2 separate regions of the Callithrix jacchus genome follow, and region 1 is linked to region 2. A link is a contact called in public Hi-C data. All regions are on one chromosome and are shown on one strand. Each heading gives the region's core, a stretch centred on a gene start, on an enhancer-like site or on the middle of the called end of the contact. The rest is flanking DNA. Distances are from core to core; before and after follow the strand shown.

Evidence for each region. A called contact is a pair of places that touch in the nucleus more often than the background predicts.
Region 1: a Hi-C map of skeletal muscle shows a contact between it and region 2, with 4 times the contacts expected there. The contact joins the promoter of RBM4B here to the promoter of ZDHHC24 in region 2. A contact is called at or near these places in 2 of 3 Hi-C or Micro-C datasets (induced pluripotent stem cells and skeletal muscle).

The regions. Positions count from the first base shown.
Region 1 is chr10:123,754,167-123,761,254 of calJac240_pri, reverse strand. RBM4B (RNA binding motif protein 4B) reads left to right here and starts at 2,572. Exons shown (of 5, transcript XR_013523516.1): 1 at 2,572-2,690; 2 at 3,358-3,781. All of the region lies in intron 1 of RBM4 (RNA binding motif protein 4), which reads right to left.
Region 2 is chr10:123,614,017-123,621,324 of calJac240_pri, reverse strand. ZDHHC24 (zDHHC palmitoyltransferase 24) reads left to right here and starts at 1,500. Exons shown (of 3, transcript XM_009008527.5): 1 at 1,500-1,816; 2 at 4,739-5,016. The coding sequence starts at 1,536. ACTN3 (actinin alpha 3) reads right to left here and starts at 642. Exons shown (of 20, transcript XM_078341468.1): 1 at 463-642. The coding sequence starts at 609. It also overlaps the pseudogene LOC118145936.

The sequences.
Region 1 (7,088 bases), core at 1,323-3,822, 140 kb before region 2:
TTTCTAAAAAAAAGGTCAGGTGTGGTGGCTCACGCCTGTAAGCAATCCCAGCACCACTTTGGGAGGCTGAGACGGGTGGATCACGAGGTCAAGAGATCGAGACCATCCTGGTCAACATGGTGAAACCCCGTCTCTACTAACAATACAAAAAATTAGATGGGCATGGTGGTGCGTGCCTGTAGTCCCAGCTACTCAGGAGGCTGAGGCAGGAGAATTGCCTGAACCCAGGAGGCAGAGGTTGCAGTGAGCCGAGATCACACCATTGCACTCCAGCCTGGGTAACAAGAGCGAACTCTGTCTCAAAAAAAAAAAAAAAAGTATAATATATGATTGTACACCACGGAGTACTGCGTTACTCACTAGTTAGCTATCATGAAGCAACACAGCCCTTAGTAAAAAAACAGTAAGGCACAATGAGCTGTACAACTCAAAAAACACTATTTACATAATTTATGCAAATGTACCACGTTTAAGTCGAGATTAGAAGAAATCAACTGTAAAAAGACATTTGTAACAATCCAGGAGAATTCTGAGCATGAACATTAGATGATATTAACATAGGATAGTGCTATTTTAAATTAGAAGCACATAAGCCAGGTGCAGTGGCTCACACCTGTAATCCCAGCATTTTGTGAGGCTAAAGTGGAAACATCTTGAGCCCAGAAGTTTGAGACCAGTCTGGCAACATAATGAGACACCCCCAAAAAATCTCTACAAAAATTTTTTAAAAATTAGCTGGATGTGGTGGCCCATGCCTGTGGTCCCAGCTGCTCCAGAGGCTGCGGTGAAAGGATTACTTGTGCCCAGGAAGTCGAGGCTACAGTGAGCCATAATGGTGTTACTGCACTCCAACCTGGGTGACAAAGTGACACACTGACTCAAAAATAATAGTTAAGGGCCAGGCACAGTGGCTTACACCTGTAATCCCAGCAGTGTGAGATGCCAAGGTAGGTGGATCACTTGAGGTCAGGAGTTCAACACCAGCCTGGCCAACATGGTGGAACCCCGTCTCTACTAAAAATACAAAAATTAGCCAGATGTGGTGGTGCATGCCTGTAGTCCCAGCTACTTGGGAGGCTGAGTCAGGAAAATGGTTTGAACCTGGGAAGCGCCCATTACCGTAAACTGAGATCTCCCCACTGCCCTCCAGCCTGGGTGACACAGCAAGACTCTGTCTTTTAAAAAATAAAAATAAAATTGGAAGGACAGTGCCTTTTCTGAAATGGCTGAGAAACAAAAAACTCAGGGAAAGAACATATTCAAGTAGCTGGGGTGGAAGCAGGCAGCCTGGGGAATGTGTGCCTGATAATATCAGAGAAACCGTTATGGAGCCACTACAATGGGGAATGGTGACTGACAATCTCTCTGGCAGGCTCTACTAGGAGATAAACCCAATTCATCAATCTCCATAAACTGCTATGCTTTGTTGGAGGGTGACAGTGGGGAATCCGCCTGACTTTTTATTTTTTTGATACCGAGTCTCGCTCTGTGACGCAGGCTGGTGTGCAGTGGCACGATCTCGGCTCACTGCAACTTCCGCCTCCCAGGTTCCAACGATTCTCCTGCCTCAGACTCCCAAGTAGCTGAGATTACAGGCGCGCGCCACCACGCCCAACTAATTTTTGTATTTTTAGTAGCGACGCGGGGGCGGGGGGTGGGTCACCATACTGGCCAAGCTGGTCTTGAACTCCTGACCTCGTGATCCGCCCGCCTCCGCCTCCCAAAGCGCTGGGGTTACAGTCGCGGACCACTGCACCCGGCCGGTCTAAACTTCTTTTTACCGCCAGGAGGTGCCCTTGGACCACAGGTGAATTTTGAATGCTCGAGTATGTCGGGAAACTCACAGTTACATACATTTCCAGCTTGGCGTGGACGAGGAGACCCTGTCCCACCCCAAAACTGGGACCTCACTGGGCCTCTCCACCAAATATTCCTCTATTGTGCTCACCACAGGCCAGGACTGTGACGGACACACAATGAGAGAGAGAACCAGCCCACGGATACTCATGAGCAAACAAAACATGGCTAAGCGTAGCCTGGGTAGCAATGCCAGGTTATCTTTCTGTCCCTTGGTTCTCAGTTTCCGTACCTAAATAACACGTCTGCAATAAAAACTTTAATGTTTAAAGCTCTACAAAACAATGACTAGTTTTGCTTAAAATGTGGCGCGCCTGTTGTTTCTGAAATGTTGCCCCAAGCTGCACAAAGGCCGGAAAGCCCGTTACGAAAGCCCCTTTTTAGGGCACTCGGAGAGATTACCCTTTGTCATCAGCACCCCGCCCCCTCACAGAGCCCAATAACGCGACCCATTGTGATGGCGAGTGACTCCCTAGGGCCTCCACTTCTCTAGGCAGTGGTGGCGTCCAGAGCTCTTCTGACGGCAGGAGTGGCGACCACTTCCAGGGTAGTGATTGGCTGGCTGGGGCTGAGGGCGGGCTGACCTCCACGGAGCCGCAACGCCTCCAGCGGGCCCCGCCCCCGTGCTGCGTGGTCATTTGTATTCAGCTTCAGGATTGGCCACTTGGGTCCCGCGAGGTGAAGCGGAAGGAAGCAGTGCGCACTTGCGCGTGCGTGAGCTGGCGCGCGAGAAAGGGCCCGGTAGCGTCGAGGCTCGAGCGGCCGTCGCCATTTTATAGGGTTAGCTTTGACGCGGGAGCCGCCGCCGCCGCCGCCGCCGCCGCCACCCGGAGGTGCGAGAGGTTCTTGTGTGTGCGATGTGGAGAGCCTGGGGACGGGCTGGGCCAGACCTCCGGGAGACAGTATGGTCCGGATTTGGGTTTCACGTTTTGCTGCGGGAAGTCCTGGACGACAACGGGAGGAGGCGGGGCCGGGTCTCCGGAAGGAGGCGGGGCAGGGGTCGGGTCGAGTCTTTGTTGGGGCGAAGGAGCTGGAGGTTGGGCCGCTGGGGGGCGGGTAGTTAGTCCCGGTTTGGGGGAAAGGGGACTTCTTTCTTTTTAGGGTATCTTGAAAGGTGCTAGCGCACGTAGGAGAGGTACGAAGATTTCCCTCCAAAACCTTATTAGCAGGCTCACTGCGATAACTGTTCCTTGCTTTTGCTTGGGCGTTTCTCTTTCCTCATTTTAAGACATGGAACAGCTAATTCTGGTATTTACGCTCCATTTCACGGAGATGATAGACTGCCCTGTGCACGCTGACCCTTGACCGGCTGTTTGCATGTCACACATAGCGCGCACTCCTCAAGAACAAACCGCCCTTCCTCTATTGAGGAAGAATAGCGAATGTCTATGTGAGGGTCTTGAAGGTGCCGGAACTTTGGAGGATTAGACGAAAATGCTGCACTGCACCGAAATTTCCCACCACACCCCTGATTTTTGAAATCTTGTTTTTCTCTCCCAGGCTCTTGTCAGGATGGTGAAGCTGTTCATCGGAAACCTGCCCCGGGAGGCCACAGAGCAGGAGATCCGCTCTCTTTTCGAGCAGTATGGGAAGGTGCTGGAATGTGACATCATTAAGAATTACGGCTTTGTGCACATAGAAGACAAGACAGCAGCCGAGGATGCCATACGCAACCTGCACCATTACAAGCTTCATGGGGTGAACATCAACGTGGAAGCCAGCAAGAATAAGAGCAAAGCTTCAACCAAGTTACACGTGGGTAACATCAGCCCCACTTGTACCAACCAAGAGCTTCGAGCCAAGTTTGAGGAGTATGGTCCGGTCATCGAATGTGACATCGTGAAAGATTATGCCTTCGTACACATGGAGCGGGCAGAGGATGCAGTGGAGGCCATCAGGGGCCTTGACAACACAGAGTTTCAAGGTGAATTGCTCTGGGGCCTGGGTAGTAGAGCCGTGTGGGTATAGCTTGAGACAGGCAAGAACACAAGACTATGGGAGTGTCAGGGTGGTTTCTTCCATTATGTTTTAGCTGGAAATAACAGATGATGTTTACCTCTGTTCAGCATAATTTACTCCTGGGGAAGCAAACGCTTCGCGATTTTAGGTTTGCTAAGACATAGGAACACAAATTGTAGGTTACTTTATCCTGCGGGATTCTTGCATTCATTTGAGTGCTGTTGGAAGTGTAATCTGCCTGGGGAGGTAGTACCTTATGAGAGAAGGAAAGATCAAGGTCCATGGGTTACCTGCTTCTTTGGTTATGATCAGGAGGCCTTATATTTGAGGGTTTAAATGCTTAAGATTTATGTTCTTTACTGCCTTAGGCGATGAATACTTGTGGGAAAGAAGTAAAAAGGTATCTAGAAGAAACCCTATATCATAAATCTGGGTGGCGAGTCTGATCGGATCTGAGAGGTATCTTTGGTTGCTCAAATTTGTGCCGTCTATTCAAGCAGAGTCAAAAAACATGCCATGGAGTGTTCTGCTCCACCTACTATTACTTAACCCTAAGAAAAACAAGGAAATTTCCAAATACATCACACTGAATGAGAATGATGGTCCCACTTGTGAAGAAATTCCAGTAAAACATCCTATAGCATATCATATTATTTATTCCGATAATAAAGGTATGTACATTGTCACTAATACCGCAAGAGGTTTGTCAGAAGTCTCTAGAACCGTGCTAGTAACCACATGTGGCTTAGTAAATCGAAATTAATTGAGATTAAATAAAATTTAAAATGCAGTTTTTCAGGTGTATACCAGACTCGTTTTAAGCACTCAGTGAAGCCTGCGGCTACCATATTGGTAAAGACAGAACGTTTCCATAATCATAGAACATTCTTTTGGATAGCATTGTTCCACAAGTGTTTTGTTAACAGTATCGTCTTGGACCTCACGTTCATAGCGAGTTTTGTGCTTCCTAAGTCAACACCTTTTCTGCCCTGGGTGTCTTTAAAGGGGTTGTTAAGTACTTTTGGGTCCTCTGTTAAACCTAGAAAACAGAATGAGAAAATAAATAATGGAAGAAGAGGAAAAGTTGACCAGCAAAGGGTAAGAAAGTCTGCATAGTGGAGATTGGTAGAGGAGCTTGCGAGTTAATGAACCCTACTGTACCTCCCTCACAGGACTGTAATGAGGCTAGAATGAAAGAATAGATGTGAAAGTGTTTTGACAGTAAAAGCACTATATGACAACAGGTGAGTGCTGTTCTGGTTAAAAATGTATTGAAAGTATGATAGTGACGCTTTCCTTATTTATTTGCTTTTCTTAACATGTTTTTATTATTTTGGAATGTTGCTGCACTTCAGCTTTTAAAACTATTCTTAATTATTTTAATTTGATGGGGAGATTATCTGATGGACAGTGGAGACTGGGGAAGGAGGGTTTTCTCCTAACAGGTAATGAGCAAAATGTAAAAGAATATAAAATTGGGTACAGACTGCAGAGGTATTCTAGTAATATATACAGAATGCCCTTGCCTTTTAACTGTATTTAACACAGGCTGGGCGCAGTGGCTCATGCCTGTAATCCCAGCACTTTTGGAGGCTGAGGCAGGTGGTTCACCTGAGGTCAGGAGTTTGAGACCAGCCAGCCAATATGGTAAAACCCCGTCTCTACTAAAAATATGAAAAAACTAGCCGGGCATGGTGGTGTGTGACTGTAATCCCAGGTACTCGGGAAGCTGAGACAGGAGAATGGGTTGAACGTGGGAGGTGGAGGTTACAGTGAGCTAACCACAGATTGCACCACTGTACTCCAGAGTGAGACTCCGTTTGAAAAAAAAAATACATAATTATATTAAAAATAATTATAAAAAAATATAATTATATATTATATATAACATATATTAGATAATTATATATATAAAATAACAGAATAAAAGAAAAAGGGCAAAAAGATGTATAAAAAAAATCAGCTAATTGGGGGTAGCTGGCGTGGGATAAATATGTGTTGTTGCGATGTTTTGTTTTGTTTTGTTTTGAGACAGAGCCTTGCTCTGTCATCAGGCTGGACTGCAATGGCATGATCTTGGCTCACTGCAACCTCCGCCTCCTGGGTTCAGTCAGTTCTCCTGCCTCAGCCTCCTGAGTAGCTGCTATTACAGGCATGTGCCACCACACCTGGCTAATTTTTTTTTGTATCTTTAGTAGACATGTTGGGCCAGGCTGGTCTCAAACTCCTGACCTCGTGATCCACCCACCTCGGCCTCCCAAAGTGCTGGGATTACAGGCGTGAGCCATTGTGCCTGGCCCACATACGTGTTTTAATAAGGCAGGTGTAATTATTTTCGGAAATGAGTATCTGAATAATGCAATGTATCCGTAAGATTTTTTAAAACTTTACTTCCTTAGAAAGTGCAGACACTGGCCAGGGGTGGTGGCTCATGCCTGTAATCCCAGCACCTTGGGAGGTTGAGGCTGGTGGATCACCTGAGGTCAGGAGTTCAAGACCAACCTGGCCAACATAACAAAACCTCATCTCTACTAAAAAAAAAAAAAAAATACAAAAAATTAGCTGGGTTTGGTGGTGAGTGCCTGTAATCCCAGTTACTTGGGAGGCTGAGGTAGGAGAATTGTTTGAACCTGGGAGGTGGAGGTTGCAGTGAGCTGAGATCATACGATTGCACTCCAGACTGGGCGACAGATTGAGACTGTCAAAAAAAAAAAAAAAGAAAAGAAAAAGAAAGTGCAGACACTAAAATGAATTGGAAAAGAAAAATCCTGTATTTGGTTTTCAGGTTCTTAGCTTGGCTCCTCTGGAGAGAGTACTCTCCTCCAAGTTATAGATAGAGACATTTTTATAACCAGCTCTGGTTTTTTTTCTCCCAGATGACAGGAGCAAGGTTAGTATTGGATAGTAAGTTGTAGTTTTACAGAAAACACAATCTGGATACCAGTTTGATGTATTTTTCAATGTAAGTTCTTTTCAGTTGTCTACTAATGAAGGTGGTCTCTTAAAAGTGCCACTTAATCCCGGGCACACTGGCTTACCCCTGTAATCCCAGCACTTTGGGAGGCCGAGGCGGGCAGATCACGAGATCAAGAGATCCAGACCATCCTGGCCCACATGATGAAACCCCATCTCTACTAAAAATACAAAAATTAGTGAGGCGTGTTGGCATGTGCCTGTGGTCCTAGCTACTCGGGAGGCTGAGGCGGAAGAATCATTTGTACGCAGGAGGTGGAGGTTGCAGTGAGCCAAGATTGCGCCACTGCACTCCAGCC
Region 2 (7,308 bases), core at 251-2,750:
AACCCCACCCTGGAGATGGGGTGGGGTCTGAGAGGACCCTCCTCACCCTACCACACTCCCAAGTCCACTAGCTGCTTGGCTGCAAGCCCTCAGGGTGGGGCCTGGGAATATTTAACTAGAGAGTGGTGGGAGATTCTCCTTCCTGAACCCCTAAACTTGGATCTCCTGGACTTTGCCCAACCTGTTTTGACCAGCAGAAGTGGGGCAGTGGGCCCAGGGGAATGAACCCTGCGGGGTGGGGACCCCAGAAACTCTCTTGTCATTCTAAACCCCTCTTGAGGGTTCCCAGTCCTCTCCGCCAGCCCTGGGGACAGCAGACAGCTGATGGGCAGGGCCTGGGCTGGGGACTGGCACTCTAGGTTAAAGACAGCCTCTGCCCCCCTGCCCTGCTGAGATGCCCAGGACAAACCGCCCGGCCTCTCAGGCCTCGGTTTTGCTGTCGGGAAATGGGCGAACACTCACTTTCCGCTGCTGCTTCTCCCAGGCCGGGTCCAGCAGCAGGTCGCGGTCCCAGTCCTCCTCCTGTTCCATGTACTCGCCGCCCCCGCCGCCGCCCGCGAAGGGCCCCTCCCCGGCCCCCAGACCCTCGGGCTGTATAACCATCATCATCTTGCTCGGGCTCCTGGCTTCGCTCCGCTCCGCGCGCTCTCGGACACCCGGGCCCCGTTAAGTAGGGCCCAACCCAGCCCCGGATCGAATTCGCACTAAATATGGGGGAGGAGGGAGGGGCCAGATGGGGCGAAGGAGCTTGGACTGGACCTGGCAAGGGGTTGTCCTGGGGCTAGGGACTGCGGAGGTGGGGGGCGCCGGGATGGATCTCGCGGCGGAGATCCTGGGTTTGCGTTCCCGCTCCGCTGCGGGGGTGCTGTGTGACCTTGGGAAATCCACGGGACCTCTCTGTTTCCTCCTCTCCACAATGGACAGGCCGATAATAATAGTGACCGTGGGCCGCCCTAGCGGCTGCCCTCCGGCGCTCCTCGCCAGCCTCTTCCAGCCCCTAGCTGGTGGGACACGGAGCCCTATCCCCATTTCACAGTCAGGAACACGAAGGCGCCGAGCTGTTTTGCATGTTTTCTGGGGTGATGAAGGGAGACACCGGGCATGGGGAACGGCTCTGAGCCAGCTGGATGGGCCGCGGCAGGGCTATTAATATCGGGGCGGCTGGGGGGAGTAGGGGAGAATTTGCTGAGCCGGGAAATCCCGACCGACGCCGCCCAGGCTGCAACTCAATCCCCCGGGCGCGCCTGGGCAGCGGGCGGGGCTCCGGCGGGGAGGGCGGGGCCTCCCAGGGTGGGCGGGCCGATCACTCCGCGGCGTCCTCCGTGATCCAGTGCTGCGGATTTCCCGAGCGCCTCCTGCTGGTCCGTCGGTCCAATCAACTCGCCCCGTCGGTCGGCCGCTCCCTGAGAGATTAAGCGCTCGCCGCACTCCTTCGGAGCTTTTATTGGCCGTAGCAGACGTCCGTCTGCCGTTATTCCCGCCCCAATACGGAAGCGGCCGAGTCCTCTAGCTGCGATTGCTGGGGTGTCCAGGCCATGGGGCAGCCCTGGGCGGCTGAGGGCGCGGATGGGGCGCCCGCGCGGCTGCCTCTCATGCTCACCGCGCTGTGGGCCACGGCCGTGGGCCTGGAGCTGGCTTACGTGCTGGTGGTCGGTCCCGGGCCGCCCCCGCTGGGACCCCTGGCTCGGGCCTTTCAGCTGGCGCTGGCCGCCTTCCAGATGCTCAACCTGCTGGGCAACGTGGGGCTCTTCCTGCGCTCGGATCCAAGCATCCGCGGCGTGATGCTGGCCGGCCGTGGTCTGGGCCAGGGCTGGGCGTGAGTGGGGCGTGGAATCCGGGGGGAGAAGTGGGAGACTTTGCTAGGGCGGAAGGGCCCCAAGACTTGAGATGTTAGAACCGGCTTACATTAGGATCCGGGTTGTTAGAACCAGAAATTTTTTTAGAACCTGGGATGGAAGAGCTAGAACGACTGTTATTCACTCACAGCTACTTATTGGGCACCTACTAGGTGCGAGGTACTAAGGCTACAATAGAACAGATTCCTGATCTGGAGCTTATTTAGGGGACAGATGAGAAACTAGAGGAATAATAAGAAAATCATATAGAATGCTAGAAGGTGATAGTAGTATGGAAATAAGAAGTAGAGCAGGGTAAAGAGGTTGCAAGTTTCAGTATTAGGAGGCCGAGGCCGGTGGATCACCTGAGGTCAGGAGTTCGAGCCCAGACTGCCCAACTTGGAGAAACCCCGTTTTTACTAAAAATACAAAAAAAAGAAAAAAAGCCAGATGTGGTGGCACATGCCTGTAATCCCAGTTACTCAGGAGGCTGAGGCAGGAGAATCGCTTGAACACGGAAGGCAGAGGTTTTGGTGAGCTGAGATTGCACCATTGCACTCCAGCCTGGGCAACAAGAGCGAAACATATCAAAATAAATAAATAAATAAATAGGTGGTCAGGCCAGGTGCGGTGGCTCATGCCTGTACTTTGGGAGGCCAAAGTGGGAAGATCACTTAAGGTCAGAAGTTTACAAGCCTGACCAACATGGTGAAACCTCGTCTCTACTAAAAATACAAAAAAAATTAGCTGAATGTGGTGGTGTGTGCCTGTAATCCCAGCTACTCAGGAGGCTGAGGTAAGAGAATTGCTTGAAGCTGGGAAGTACATGTTGCAGTGAGCAGAGACTGAGCCACTGCGCTCCAGCCTGGGCTGCTCTGTCTCAAAAAAAAAAAAATTATTCCAAGTTGTATTGATAAATCATAACATTACTTGGTATCCCATAAGTATATACAACTGGAATTTGTCAATTAGACAATACAGATTACACCAGGTAACAGGCTCTCCACACACATTTTATGCCGGGCACAGGCTTTTGCCTGTAGTTCCAGCTACTTGAGAAGCTGAGGCTGTAGTGATGTGTTCACAGATTGCACCTGTGAACAGCCACTACACTCCACCCTGGATACTGTAGCAAGACCCTGTCTTTAAAATGTTTTTAAATTATTATTATTATTATTATTTTGAGACGGAGTTTTGTTCTTGTTACCCAGGTTGGAGTCCAATGGCACGATCTCGGCTCACCGCAACCTCCGCCTCCTGGGTTCAGGCAATTCTCCTGCCTCAGCCTCCTGAGTAGCTGGGATTACAGGCACGCGCCACCGTGCCCAGCTAATTTTTTTTGTATTTTTAGTAGAGACGGGGTTTCACCATGTTGACCAGGATGGTCTCGATCTGTTGACCTCGTGATCCACCTGCCTTGGTCTCCCAAAGTGCTGGGATTACAAGCATGAGCCACCGCACCTGGCCCAATTATTATTATTTTTATTGTGCAATGCTTCATGAATATGCGTGTCATCCTTGCACTAATCTTCTCTGTATCGTTCCAGTTTTAGTATATGTGCTGCCGAAGCGAGCACTAAATTTTTTTTTTTTAATTAATTTTTTTTTGAGATGGAATCTCACTCTGTTGCCCAGGCTGGATTGCAGTGGTGCGATCTTTGCTCACCACAACCTCTGCCTTCTGGGTTCAAGTGATTCTCCTGCCTCAGCCTCCCAAGTAGTTGGGACCATAGGTACACGCCACCATGCCCGGCTAATTTTTGTATTTTTAGTAGAGATGGGGTTTCACCGTGTTGGCCACACTAGTCTCGAACTCCTGACCTTGTAATCCACCTGCCTTGGCCTCTCAAAGTGTTGGGATTACAGGCATGAACCACCACGCCCGGCCAAATTGATTTTTAAAGTAATAAAAATAAATAGGTGGTCAAAGTAGACCTCATAAAGAAGGAGGCATTTGAGCAAAACTTGGAGAGGGTGGGGGAGTTAGCCATGTGGGAATCTGAGAAGGGTGTTCCAGGCAGAGGGGACAGATGAAGCAAAGGCTCTGAGGCAGTTCTATAGGTAGCACGTTCCGGGAACAGCAAGCAGGCCACTGTGGCTGGAGTGGAGTAAGACAGGGGAAGAGCTCTCACAGATGGAAGGTGCTGTAGGACATGGAAGGCTTTGAAATAAATTGGAGAACCACAGAGGGTTTTCAGCAGAGGAGGGTCAGTTTGGTTGCTGGGGTAAGACTGTGTGAGGTGGGGCAAAGGTGGAATTGGAGACCAGTTGAGAGGCTATTGCAGTAATCCAGGGAGTCCCTAGTGACCTTGACAAAGGAGTATCCATTGTGGAAGGGAGAGATTTACTGCTGGATGTTAGTGGCTTGAGAGAGGTCTCAGGACGGGGATGTTAGGGCTGGAAGAGACCTAGAAGGGTCTAGGACATCTTGTTTAGTCTGCATTTACCTGTAAAGAAATTGAGGCTTGTGGCTGGGTACTGTGGCTCGTGCCCGTAATCCCAGCACTTTGGGAGGCTGAGGTGGGCGGATCACAAGGTTAGGAGATTGAGACCATCCTAGCTAACATGGTGAAATCCCGTCTCTACTAAAAATACAAAAAATTAGCTGGGCATGGTGGCGGGCGCCTGTAGTCCCAGCTACTTAGGAGGCTGAGGCAGGAGAATCACTTGAACCAGGGAGGTGGAGGTCGCAGTGAGCCGAGATGACGCCACTGTACTCCAGCCTGGGCAATAGAGTGAGACTCCATCTCAACACAAAACAAAATGAAACAAACAAAGAAATTGAGGTGAAGCAGGGCAAATGACTGTTCCTGCTTCCCCAGGATGGGCTCTGGGGCTGCCCCATGCATGATATGGGGCACGTGAGCTGCTAGGGGAACTGACCCTGTGGTTTCTTCCTGCAGTTACTGCTACCAGTGCCAAAGCCAGGTGCCGCCACGCAGTGGACACTGCTCTGCCTGCCGCATCTGCATCCTACGTCGGGACCACCACTGCCGCCTGCTGGGCCGCTGCGTGGGCTTCAGCAACTACCGGCCCTTCCTGTGCCTGCTGCTTCATGCCACCGGCGTCCTGCTCCACATTTCTGTGCTGCTGGGCCCTGCACTGTCGGCTCTGCTTCGAGCCCACACACCCCTCCACATGGCTGCCCTCCTCCTGCTTCCCTGGCTCATGCTGCTCACAGGTGGGGTGCCTGGGAGGCCTCTGCACAGAGGCAGGGGCCTTGGTATTGGGCTGGGGAGTACAGCCCACTCTGGTGGGAGATGGGCTTTCTGGCCTGGGGGGACGCAGCCCCTGTGTCAGTTATGGTGAGTAAGGGCAGCTTGGTCTTCCCCTGGGGCTGCAGAACAGAAACTGGTGCGTTGAGACAAGGCAGCGTTCTGCCCAGAGAATCGGAAGGATTCCAGGGGTTGTTGAGAGAGGAGAAAGACCTGTGGGAGTTCCTGCGTGGCAGGATGTGGGAGCAAATTCTAGGGGTATTTCTAAGTGAGAGAAGCAGCAGGAACAAAGGCTTGGAGGGTAGGCGGGAATTGTGAGAATTAAGGCCAGATTGGTAGAGGAGGCCCGGCTGGCGGGGTCCTGAGCATCGGTGTGAGATGTCTCTTACGTGACTGGACAGTGGGGAGCCAGTGAAAGTGACAGGCAGGAGGAGGCCCAGGTATGGAGGGCAGACTTGGATCAGGAAGCTCCCTGAGATCCCATGTTCTGGATGACACGTTTCTCTTTCTCCCACACCTCCGCAGGTAGAAGCCCCGCTGGTCCTTTTTACTCTTTGTTCTCTACGCCCAGAATGCTTTGGCCTTTCTCGCCCCAACTCCTTCCTCCTGACCTTTCCATGGTTCCCTCTCACTTCGATCTGTGGTGAGGAACCTCCCCAGCCACTCCGAGTAGTCTCTGTGCATCCTCATCCTATCCAAGCCCAGCTCTGTGCATGGAGCCCAGCCTGTAGCCCAGGGGAGGCCTCCCCACTGGGGTTATCGGAGTCTTCATCTGCCCACACTGGCTTCCCGACGGGCCCTCCTCTGCCTTCCTCGTTGACCCTTCCATGAGTCTCAGCCCTCCAGCCTCACCCCTGTCCTTCCTTGTGGTCAACACACACTCCCCTCAGTCACGGAAGACTCCGGCTTCAGTCTCAGACTTTTGCCCAGCCCTGGGCCCTATAAAAATCAAGGTGTCTGGAAGTTTGCATGACCAGCACCCTCAATGCCTGGGTGGCTTAGCCCTTGGCCGCCTCCTTCATTTTCCTTCCTTCTCCTACTCCCATCTCCACACCCAGCCCTGGTCAGAATCCAAAACTGAGTCTTCCCGCAAACTACCCATCTGCCTCCCTCTTTCTGCTCACCACCTCCTCTCCTCTCCATCTCTTACTCCTCTATGCCCTGGCACCCGCTTCATGAGCCTGCAGGCTCATGGCCTTCACCGCCTGTCTGTGACTTTCCACCTTTGCCACCGATGTCAGCTCAGGATTCATCCTTCCCACCATTCTCCTGCCAGCGTCGCAAACTTCCTCCCTCATCTTCTTCCATGATGCCTTCCTGGCTTCTCTGTGTCTGCCTCTGGCTGCTGAGAGCCAGAGGCACTGGTAGTCTGTGGCAGGTTGATACCATGCCATGCTCCTGGCTGCTGACCTCAGCAGGTCCTCTGCCATGCCTGGTCTCCCTGTTTGTGCGTAAGCTTGCTGCCCCCAGTGACAGCAGCTCAGGCCTTCCCTGCCCTCCCACGCTTCAAGCTCTGACACCGAGAAAGCGAGAAATCAGCTGGTACATCCCAAATTGCGCTGTCCTCAACTCTCCCAGCCCGGCTGATTGTCTCCAGTTTCTTATGTTTGGTGCCTACCTCCCTGCTTGGAGTCCTCAGGCTATGGCGCCTGCCTCTCCTGCAGGCTGGGCCCCCTCTGCTGGTTCCTCCGGCTTTAACACCTTGGACAAACCCTCCTTTGTCCCGCTCTAAGCTTCCCGAGGGACTTGCCCAGGCTCATGGCTTTGCATTCCCTGCCTGCTCCAGCCCGACTTCTGCCACCGCCACTCACCCAGGGATCTGTCTCCATGTACTTTAGGACCCACTCGAGTTCGTGCTTTATGAGACCTTTTAGACTCATGACAGTGCTGGCCCCCAGGCCCTGTGAAGTGTTCTCTGATTGGCGTCGCCGATGGCTCGCCACCTGCCTTCCTTTCTGGTTGCCCTTTGTCATCTTTTATCTGATCCCCAATAACTGATTTCCCCACGCTCCTGTCTAGGCGCCGTTCCCCTCTCACCCTGCACTTTGGCAGGTCTGGCTGTGCCCGTAGTCTTGGGGCCCTGCACCCCTACCCGACGGTCCCGGGGCCCTGCGCCGCTACCCAACGGTCCTGGGGCCCTGCGCCCCTACCCGACGGTCTTGCGGCCCTGCGCCCCTACCCGACGGTCCCGGGGCCCTGCGCCCCTACCCGACAGTCCCGGGGCCCTGCACCCCTACCAGACGGTCCCGGGGCCTTGC